2 separate regions of the Ovis aries genome follow, and region 2 is linked to region 1. A link is a contact called in public Hi-C data. All regions are on one chromosome and are shown on one strand. Each heading gives the region's core, a stretch centred on a gene start, on an enhancer-like site or on the middle of the called end of the contact. The rest is flanking DNA. Distances are from core to core; before and after follow the strand shown. Region 1 has its middle 330 kb from the start of AKR1E2. Region 2 has its middle 320 kb from the start of KLF6.

Region 1 (4,758 bases), core at 315-2,814:
CGGCCTCTATCTCCTAAAGTCCAGTTGTATCAAAACATAACTGTGTCTGGTGTGTCTAACAGACAGAAAGGGCATGGGGATGTGCAGCCTCAGGATCGGACATGCTCTGATCCTTGAGTCTTTCTAGGAATACGCGATCCCACACACCAGTTTTGCTGTGTTTTCATGCCACAATAATTCTAAATAATAACATGTCAGAACTACTAGGTAAAAGGGGGATCTATCACACTGTATTCTTAGGGAAAGGTAATTTTTTTTTAAATCATTCAATAGGAAAAAAATCCCATAAGCAAATCTGCCAATCAAGCTAATGCTTGTGTTTGTATATTTTAGGGAGTCTGATCACCAGGTCACTCTTCAGCAATAATTTAATGACATTCATAATAGCAAACCAGCAGCTAAAACTAGGTTATCAGAGTTTGGGAATAATTTACTAAGTTACTTTGGATTAGAAAGAAAAGTAATGACACAGATTAGAAAGCAAACAAGAAGTAAGAGAACAAATTTCACCCGAGCCAGCTGTGATAATCTATGAACATGCTTATAGGTAAGTTGTGTTTTATTAAAATTAATCTAACTTTTAAAATGGAAGTAACATTTAATTACTAACAGACTGAATGAGTCATACTATTTCTGGATATAGGAAGTATTCATCTTTGTCCCAAAGTTGGACAAGTTGCTTGGACTTCTCCCTTGCAAGAGTGGCAATACTCATTATTTGGCATGCTTTTGAGACTCAAATGATATACTGTGTGACATCAACACTACAGAGAGTGGAAAAAGAGGAGGCACATGTGTGCTCAAATTCTCCTTTTGCTTTGAAAAAACAATTTGATTTGCTATCTAGAGAAGCTGGCCAGAGGAATAGCATAATTTCCCACTCTCCTCTTTAAGAATGTACTCATATATGTGTTTATTTTTTCCCATAATAATGCACAGGAAATACATTACATTTTCCAAGTGCTAGCGAGATTCTATTTAAGTTTGTCAACATACTTAATCACTGAAGGACAGAGGTCATCAGGAGGCTCCACTGCTCTCAGTCAAAGTCAACACTGGGTTACCAAGATAGCGCTTTTCACTAAACTCGGTGGCATTTTGCCCAATATCTTTTATGCTGTTTGATGACTTTTCACATGCCTAGTGGAAAAAATTTTATTTTTTCCTTTCTGGATGAGCTTTTTTCTAGTAATAAAAACTCCCTCTAAAACTGAAGACAAATTTTAATTTGGAAATATATTCCAGCTTGAGAATGAATCAAAGTCACATTTTTTTCCGTGGAATAAGCGCTCTGTGTCATTAAGCTTTGGTGTGTTTTCACAGATGTTATTCTCCTTTTGGCTGGACATGAGCTATCAAAATTGTATTTTGCAGTTATATGTGTGTACAGGTTGAAGCTAGAAATCAGGGAGAATATTAAGGCCACTGAAATTTCCAGCTGCCTAAGTTTCTATTTTGAGTAATCTTGCCCACCCAAAAAACAAATATTTAGAACGTGTCTAGGTTGAGTGACCCTTCCTGACTGGTGATGGAACTTCCAGGGCGAAATGAACACACTGTTTCTGCTCGCTGTGCCCCAAGGGCGGGGACTGGGCAGCCCTCTCTTTCTTTAAATAGTCACTAACCTTTGTGTCCCTTCCTGATGATTCACACACCTGACCTCAGCTTTGACACAGCTGACAAGTTCAATTCTTGGTAGTGCAAGCTTTTAAAAATAAATGTTCTTACTACTTGATCTTTTCTGTATGAAAGTGTATGGCAGTAAGTATCCATTTCTCCCTATCTTATAAATGGAAACAAATGATCCTATTGTCTTAAATACAAACAAACAAAGGAAAACAAGGGTATGTAACCCTGAAAGCCCTAGTCCTAGCATACACCATCTTTGCTGAGCATGTAAGTCTACAGGAAGCATGGATGTATTTATTTTAGTGGAAAATGTCTCAAAGCATTTTTGCAACTTTTCTAGCATTGGTTGGTTATGTGGCCCAAGGTAGAAATGGAAGAGAAAAACTATTAATGAAGAGAACCTAAGACTGGGGTCTGATGATGCCAGCTACAGTGCAGAAGCAAAAGGATTTGGAGCCGGAACCAGAGTCACTACTGCCCCCGTCTTCTCGGGACTGAAGCTGTCCCAAACCAGGACTCTCGGTGCTGATAGCAGGGGCAGGCTCAGATATGCACTCCACCTTTTATTAGACTGGGAGCCTTTCGGCAAATCAGCTTCTTGGAGCCTGGTAAGGAGGCTTCTTGGCTCACTGGCTAGGAGGACCATATAACTGCCAGTTAGATTTTAGAGATTTAGAGATGACATGTACAGAGAGAAGGGTCTGGAACATCGTGAGTGCCTGTGCATTGTAGACGTTCTCTCCACCATCCTGTGACAATCCAGCTGCATAGGGAGCCCAGGCATTGTCATCCCTTCTCTAGGAGAATGACTGGCCAGAGAGGATGCGGGCTCCAGCTCCCTCCACTATGGCTGGCTGAGCTGTTCCCTGAGCCCAGCCCTGGCCCTGCCCACACCCGCTGTGCCAAGTGCATCAGTACATAATCGTTACCTTCAGATAAATACACAAAAGGCCCATCTTGCTCTTCTCATCTCTGCCCTCTCCTCCCCCAGAGCAGTGACATCAGAGCACTAAGCTTGGGACCCGGGATCAGAGAGTAGCTGCCTTGGGGGTTCTGTTGAAAGCCCTGCAGGTTCTGCCAGTTTCCAGACCAGGGCCGAGTCTGGGCAAATGCGTCCTAGAGGACAGGGCAGCCAACTGCTCCTTGGCCCCCCACACCCACTGACCCATCTCCCACCCTCATCACTCCAACCACGCTGCTGCTCCCACGATGCTGCCTTGCGCTGTGCAGAGCGTAGGATGCTCCACTGTGGTTTCTTTCTGCATTTCAAGGAGCTAGACTTTCACTTCTTCAACTGTTCAAAAAATAATGGAAACCAGCTCAACACTTGCCACCGCATTTCTGTAACCAGTAGGCCTGAGAGCCCAGGCCCATGCCTGTTCTGCCCGCTCAGTCATCCTTGGTCATTTGCTCTGTTTTCTGTGAATTGCTACCTGGGCCTTTGCTCATCAGACCCATCTTTAATAGATAGTGAGGTCTGGACACTTAGCCCTCGAGTCATCCTGTGGCCGAGGTCCGCCCAGCTGTGCACAACAACCTGTTACATGCTGTTGTTTTTGTTGTGTAGAATTCTGTTAAGAAGTCAAAGGCCCGAAATTCTCCTGGCATTTTTTTTCATGCAGCTAATGTTGCCAGGGCATTGTTGAGTATGAGCCTCCCTCATAGTTGCCAGACTCTACTTGTCTTTCCAGCCACTGACCAATTTTTAATCCACGCTCCTGTGCTGATGTGGATGTTCTTTCTGTTTTCCTTCCTGACACATGCAGGAAGTTTCTAGAGTCCAAGAGAGGGACAGCAAATGACTAACATTGCTTGTTTCAGCTTAGTTACTTTGTAAATATTTTTAAATACTCAGATTTTCTATGAACCACTAAATTTAGTGAGGTTATTTCCTTCACGTTCAAAAAAATTGGATAAATTTACATGACTCTTTAATATTTACATGAGAAAAAAATATGCCCACCCATTTCCTTCTTTCTCCTGACTCTGACTGCATGCCTTTCATCAGCTTTTTAGGACGCCTTGTATCCCCAGGTCATTACCACAGCACACTCACTTTTTAAAAGTTTGGCTCAAAAGTCTACAAGCAATAAATACTGGAGAGGGTGTGGAGAAAAGGGAACCCGCTTACACTGTGGGAATGCAAACTAGTACAGTCACTGTGGAGAACAGTGTGGAGATTCCTTAAAAAACTGGAAATAGAACTGCCTTATGATGCAGCAATTCCACTGCTGGGCATACACACCGAGGAAACCAGAATTGAAAGAGACGCTTGTACCCCAATGTTCATCGCAGCACTGTTTATAATAGCCAGGACATGGAAGCAACCTAGATGTCCATCAGCAGATGAATGGATAAGAAAGCAGTGGTACATATACACAATGGAGTATTACTCAGTCATTAAAAAGAATACAGTTGAATCAGTTCTAATGAGGTGGATGAAACTGGAGCCTATTATACAGAGTGAAGTAAGCCAGAAAGAAAAACACCAATACAGTATACTAATGCATATATATGGAATTTAGAAAGATGGTAATGATAACCCTGTATGCGAGACAGCAAAAGAGACACAGATGTATAGAACAGTCTTTTGGACTCTGTGGGAGAGGGAGAGGGTGGGATGATTTGGGAGAATGGCATTGAAACATGTATAATATCATATATGAAACGAATCACCAGTCCAGGTTCAATGCATGATACTGCATGCTTGGGGCTGGTGCGCTGAGACGACCCAGAGGGATGGTACAGGGAGGGACGTGGGAGGGGGGTTCAGGATGGGGAACACGTGTATACCTGTGGCGGGTTCATGTTGATGTATGGCAAAACCAATACAATATTGTAAAGTAATTAACCTCCAATTAAAATACATAAATTAAAAAAAAAAAGTTTGGCTCAGCCATTAGCGATAGATTTGGACTTCAAATATCTACTAGGTGCCTCCCATTGATTCTGAAACTTCTCCTAGGTTTATAAAAATTAATTGACTAGCTTTGCTGCTATGAGAGACAATGTCCATGAGAATGTTGGTGTATCTTGAATTTATATTTTAGGGGAAAATCACTTGTGTTTTATTGGCCACAAAACCAATATAATAAAAAAGCCAAGGGAAAATAAGCAAACCAACAAAAA
Region 2 (5,251 bases), core at 1,690-4,189, 46 kb before region 1:
GGTCGAAACCTATTGGCGTGGCTATTTCACGACGACTATTACAATACACTTTTCATGGAGGGCTTATTTATGGGAACCTATTATGAGTCATAGCAATTCATAACACGATGTCCTATGGAAAATTCCATCCTGCACTTGGGCTAAATACTAGACACACAGCACTCACTTTTGATGAATGAGGGCCATAAACATACCCCAGCAGGTATAATACAGTAGTTTACGGCTTTAACCTAAATTGATAGATATATATATATTTTTTCCTCATAAAACAGGAAAAAGAGAGTAGAATGAAATCTTTGCAAGTCTCAGCAGGACGCTTAACTGGCCGCAGCCCTTGCAGGCGCTCTCATCACCCGCCCATCAGAACTGGGTCTCCTCCCGCACCGTGTGCTCACTACCTGCACTGCAGCGTTTCCATGGGAGTCTATAAATAGCTCTCTAATTTGAATTAGGAAAATGTGCTATCAGGGCCTGCTGGATGTGGCACAGAGCAGTTTGTACTCACTTTCAATCTCACCAAGTCAGAGCATCTTTGCATTCCAGATAGAGCTAAAAATATTCCCCCATTAAAATAGTAATCATCATTAAAATTAGCTCACTGATTTTTTTGCTGATTAATTTTTCAGTAACAAGTATGCCTCCTAAAAAGTTTCAACTGAACATTTTTTGACAAAACTAGATTTTTAAGATGTAAGCCATGTAGGAAGAAAAGAGATAATTAAGGAACTAAAAACAGAAAATTGAAATCTACTGTCATTTTTAAAACTTTAAGGAAAAGTGGTTTCAAATAGAAGAGTGAAGAGGATGGAAATGGTTGCTCTGACTAGAGTACAGGATTGAGGTCCTTACGCAGCTTCATTTTGGGCTGAGATTCTCATATCTTGAATGTTACTTATTTTTGTCTTTACAGAAGTGATCTAGCAGGATAATAAGTATTCAAGTGATCAGAACCACTCAGTGAGATTTAAATGCTTATTTGCCTGTTTCTATTTTCATATGCCACAGACAGACTTCAAGCTCAGAACAAGGTTGTAAATCAGGAATAGCATAAAGGAGCAACATAAACTGCAAAGATAAAACAAAGGGTTCTGCTTTATAAGACGCTGTTGGTGCAATTTATTTTTGTCTTCAATGTCTTTATTTTATCGGGCTTCCCTGGTGGCTCAGATGGCAAAGAATCTGCCTGTCAAGGCAGGAGCCAGGGGTTCAATCCCAGGTTGAGAAGATCCCCTGAAGAAGGGAAGGGCAACCCACTTCAGTGTTCTTGCCTGGAGAATTCCATGGAGAATTCTAGGGGAGCCTGGCGAGTTACAGTCCATAGGGTTGCAAAGAGTCAGACATGCCTTAGCGACTAAACAATAACAATCTATATTTTAGTTGGAGCTAAAGACTTAAACAAGTGAAAATGTAGCTTTGATCAACCTTATTGAAAACTGTGAATTCCCTGGTGGTCCAGTGGTTACATCCCATGTTCTCGCTGCCCAGGGCCTGGGTTTGATCCCTGGTCAGGGAACTAGATCCCACATGTCACACAGAGCAGCCAATAATAATAATATAGATTAAATTAAGAAAATAAAATTGTGGGAAGGAGAAATATGTGTTTTCAGTTTACTCCTTTAAGAAAATCAAACCCTCACTGTAATCTTAAGAAAGCTCGGTACAAATGCCTCTGTTTTTAACATACATAAGTATGTTTCAAACTAAAAGAGAGAATATTAATGACAAGACAGAAACCGGTTGAGAAGACTTTATAAGACAAAGATCAGGAGAAATTTATCATGTTCAGTTATGTTTAAAATAACGTGTGTGTATCACTCCATACTAATTAAGACGATGAGATACTGCTTGGCTGTGAATGTTTGATGTTTTATATTATTTGGAGTGGACACATGTCACAAAGCAGTCATGAAATTCAGCATGTCATCAATGACAGCCGAGTAGTGACTGCCCCGGAAACCTCTGACCTTTCTCAGTTAATGTGTAACAGCAGAACTAGAGAAAGACACAGTTTTGTCTCAAAAAGACCGGTTGTGTGGCAGGCAGGAAACAGCAGCAGTTAACCCGGGGCTCTTCATATTTACATGAAAACACCCTCACATACACCTTTCTTTTCTGTTTAGGAGACAGATCCTAAGTCATTACAGATTTATTTTCAAATATTAAGCCATAATGGAATCCAGTCAGCTTTCATAATGTAATTTAGCCTAATCTTTTACAGAGCTTTAGTGACTATTTTCTAAAATGTTTTCAAGAAAATGTCATTTAAAGCACACAGATCTTATTATGTAATCTACTGGATAGGTTTATTATAAGAGATATTCAACCAAAACGTTCATAAAAGGTCATTTATGTGTTCTGTGACAGTATGTCTGAGATGTTGAACATTTCAGAAAGAAGGTCATCTTGTCTCCTGTAGTTTGAAATGTAAACCTGACTTAGCCTAAGGTGAGATTCTGAGTAATTATCAGAGTAAAATTCATGTTTCTGTGTGTGTGTGTACATTGGTAGATAGATAGATAAGCAGACAGGAAAGATAGATTGAGGTCCAGAGTATCTCAAGTGTCATATATTGGTCTTGGTTTGTAATTAAATTCAGAAGCATAAAAAAGTGAAAAACTTCAAGTGTTTTGAAGACTCGATATGTGATATTTCTCAACGTTCACCTCCTCCGCCCCTTGCAAACCATCTTCCCTTTAGTTTCCAAAACAATTGAAAGGAGACTATGCAGATATAGGAGGGGATGAATCAGTGAAGAAATGTACCATACATTATCCTGTACATTACACAAGCTTATAAACAAGCCTTTCCAGGGGCCCAGAGATAAACCAGCACTGAAGAGTTGCTCAGTCTTCCAGTCTCACAGGGATGTATGTCCCCAGGTGGACTGGTGCGGGCATCCACGCGAGCCCCACTCAGCAGGCCTGCAAGGACTGGGATACCTGCCAGGGGAAGAGCCATGTGACTAAGGTAGTTCCCTTGCCTGCCAGATACCCCAGGAGAAAGTGGGTGGGGCAGCGGCAGACAGCAGAAGTGAACTGAGGGCTTGCTTCTCAACTTTTCATCACTTGGCAAAGGTTTTGTGATACAATGTGTAGAAGAATGAAGTCACATTTAACTTTCAAAGTCTGATATCTGGAGGCACACGGCACCAGATGATTTATTAATTCAGCAAATATTTACCGGGCACTTTCTATGTGCTAGGCATTGGTCTAGACACGGGTTTACCATGAAAGTGAACCAAACAGACACACTTTCCTGTTCTCACTTAGTTCATACTCTTGTTAACTGAGAAAGACAAAACATTACTCCAAAGCACAGCAAGCTGAGGAGAGCGATGACAACAGGCTGTGGTGGTGGCTGTGAGATTAGGGATGCAAGGGAGGACCCTGCCAGCACCTGGGCAGAGAGGACAGGAGAGGAGCGGCCCAGGCTGCCGTGGGGCTAGAGGAAGAATAGGCAGGAACCTTCCCTTAACTCCAGAGACACCACTGCAGGCTGATGCCAGGGCCCTGGCCTTTCCCTCAGCAGCCGTGGGTGATGGGTCCTGACTTCAGGTTCTATCCTACCTCAGTAGCAGAATAGTAAATGGCAGCCGAATATCAGAATTTTTCTTATCGGAGCTATAATTTCTCCTGGGGGAACATCAGAATGTGAGGTTCCAGAGCCTAGAGTAAAGGAGAATTAGGGGATGACACCTCAAAATAACACCTCACCTGGAAATAGAGAAAAAGCCATTCTGCCTGTTTAGATGAATTAGGGATAATTCTTTATATTAAGCTATTCATCACAGAACAAAAAGATTCTATGTGAGAGTACTATACTATGTATAATGATTTTCTCTGGAGCAGTTAAAATATGATTTGTTACTCTGCAGAGGGAGCCAGATTGGCAGACCTGCATTCTCTGCCATCTGCACCGAAAATCTTTTGGTTTTAATTCATAAACATTGTGCAATGAGATGGCACATAATCAAGTTCTTTTCTCAGTTCTGTTAAATGAGGTGCCCGATTCACTGCAAAACATACGTGAATAATTAGACACCATGCATATGTGTGTACATGTGTGTGAATGTGTGAGTGTGTATGGGAGCTTGTGTGTGTGAGTCTGTGTGTGAGCATGTGTGTGAGTGTGCATGCATATGTGTGTATGTGTATGATTGTGTGGGTGTGTCTGTGTGCATTTGTGTGTAAGCATGTATGTGTGAGAGCATATGTATGTGATCAAGTGAGTCTGTGACTCTGTATGTGTGTGTTTGGGTGTGTGTGTGAGTCTGTATATGTGAATCTGTGTGTACGTGTGTGTGTGTGTAATCATGTATGTGTGAGAGCATGTGTATGTGATCAAGTGAGTCTGTGACTCTGTATGTGTGTGGGTGTGTGTGTGAGTCTGTATATGTGAATTTGTGTGTATGTGTGTGTGTGTGTCAGTGTGTGTGTGAGTGGGTATGTGTGCTTGTGTGTGAGTCTGTGTGTGTGCTTGTATGTGAATCTGTGTGTGTGTGTGAGTCTGTGTGAGTCAGTGAGCATGTGTGTGTGTATGAGTCTGTGTATGTGCTTGTATGTGAATCTCTGTGTGTGTGTGAGTCTGTGTGTGTGTGAGTCTGTGTGTGTGCTTGTAAGTGAACCTGTGTGTGTCTGTGTGTGTGTCTGTGTGTGTGTGAGTCAGTGAGCATGTGTGTGTGCATGAGTCTGTGTGTGTGCTTGTATGTGAATGTGTGTGTGTGTGTGTCTGTGTGTGTGTCAGTGAGCATGTGTGTGTACGTGAGTCTGTGTGTGAGTATGTATGTGAATCTGTGTGTGTGTGTGAGTCTGTGTGTGTGAGTCAGTGAGCATGTGTGTGTGCGTGAGTCTGTGTGTGTGCTTGTATGTGAATCTGTGTGTGTGTGTGAGTCTGTGTGTGTGCTTGTATGTGAATCTGTGTGTGTGTGTCTGTGTGTGTGTCAGTGAGCATGTGTGTGTGCATGAGTCTGTGTGTGAGTATGTATGTGAATCTGTGTGTGTGTGTGAGTCAGTGAGCATGTGTGTGTGCGTGAGTCTGTGTGTGTGCTTGTATGTGAATCTGTGTGTGTGTGTGTGTGAGTCTGTGTGTGTGAGTCAGTGAGCATGTGTGTGTGCGTGAGTCTGTGTGTGAGCGTGTGTGTGTGTGCATGTGTTCTAGTCTGGGCACCCAGCCTGCTGCATCTGTGCTCAGGCCCGGCCCTGCGGGTACAGAGTAACTTGCTCTCAGGAGTGTCTGGCACAACATCCCGCAG

What was found. Hi-C and Micro-C count contacts between places; a contact is called where the count stands out from the background.
Region 2: a Hi-C map of liver shows a contact between it and region 1, with 2.3 times the contacts expected there. The contact joins two enhancer-like sites. A contact is called at or near these places in 3 of 16 Hi-C or Micro-C datasets (liver, muscle and skin fibroblasts).

The regions. Positions count from the first base shown.
Region 1 is chr13:43,814,912-43,819,669 of ARS-UI_Ramb_v3.0, reverse strand. No RefSeq gene overlaps it. Among named protein-coding and RNA genes, the nearest start is that of AKR1E2, 330 kb to the right of the region's middle. Within about 2 kb of position 1,564, at least 8 of the 54 cell types and tissues checked have an H3K27ac peak or open chromatin away from gene starts, as enhancers often do. A contact at or near this core is called in liver, where this site is marked.
Region 2 is chr13:43,862,124-43,867,374 of ARS-UI_Ramb_v3.0, reverse strand. No RefSeq gene overlaps it. Among named protein-coding and RNA genes, the nearest start is that of KLF6, 320 kb to the left of the region's middle. Within about 2 kb of position 2,939, at least 3 of the 54 cell types and tissues checked have an H3K27ac peak or open chromatin away from gene starts, as enhancers often do. A contact at or near this core is called in liver, where this site is marked.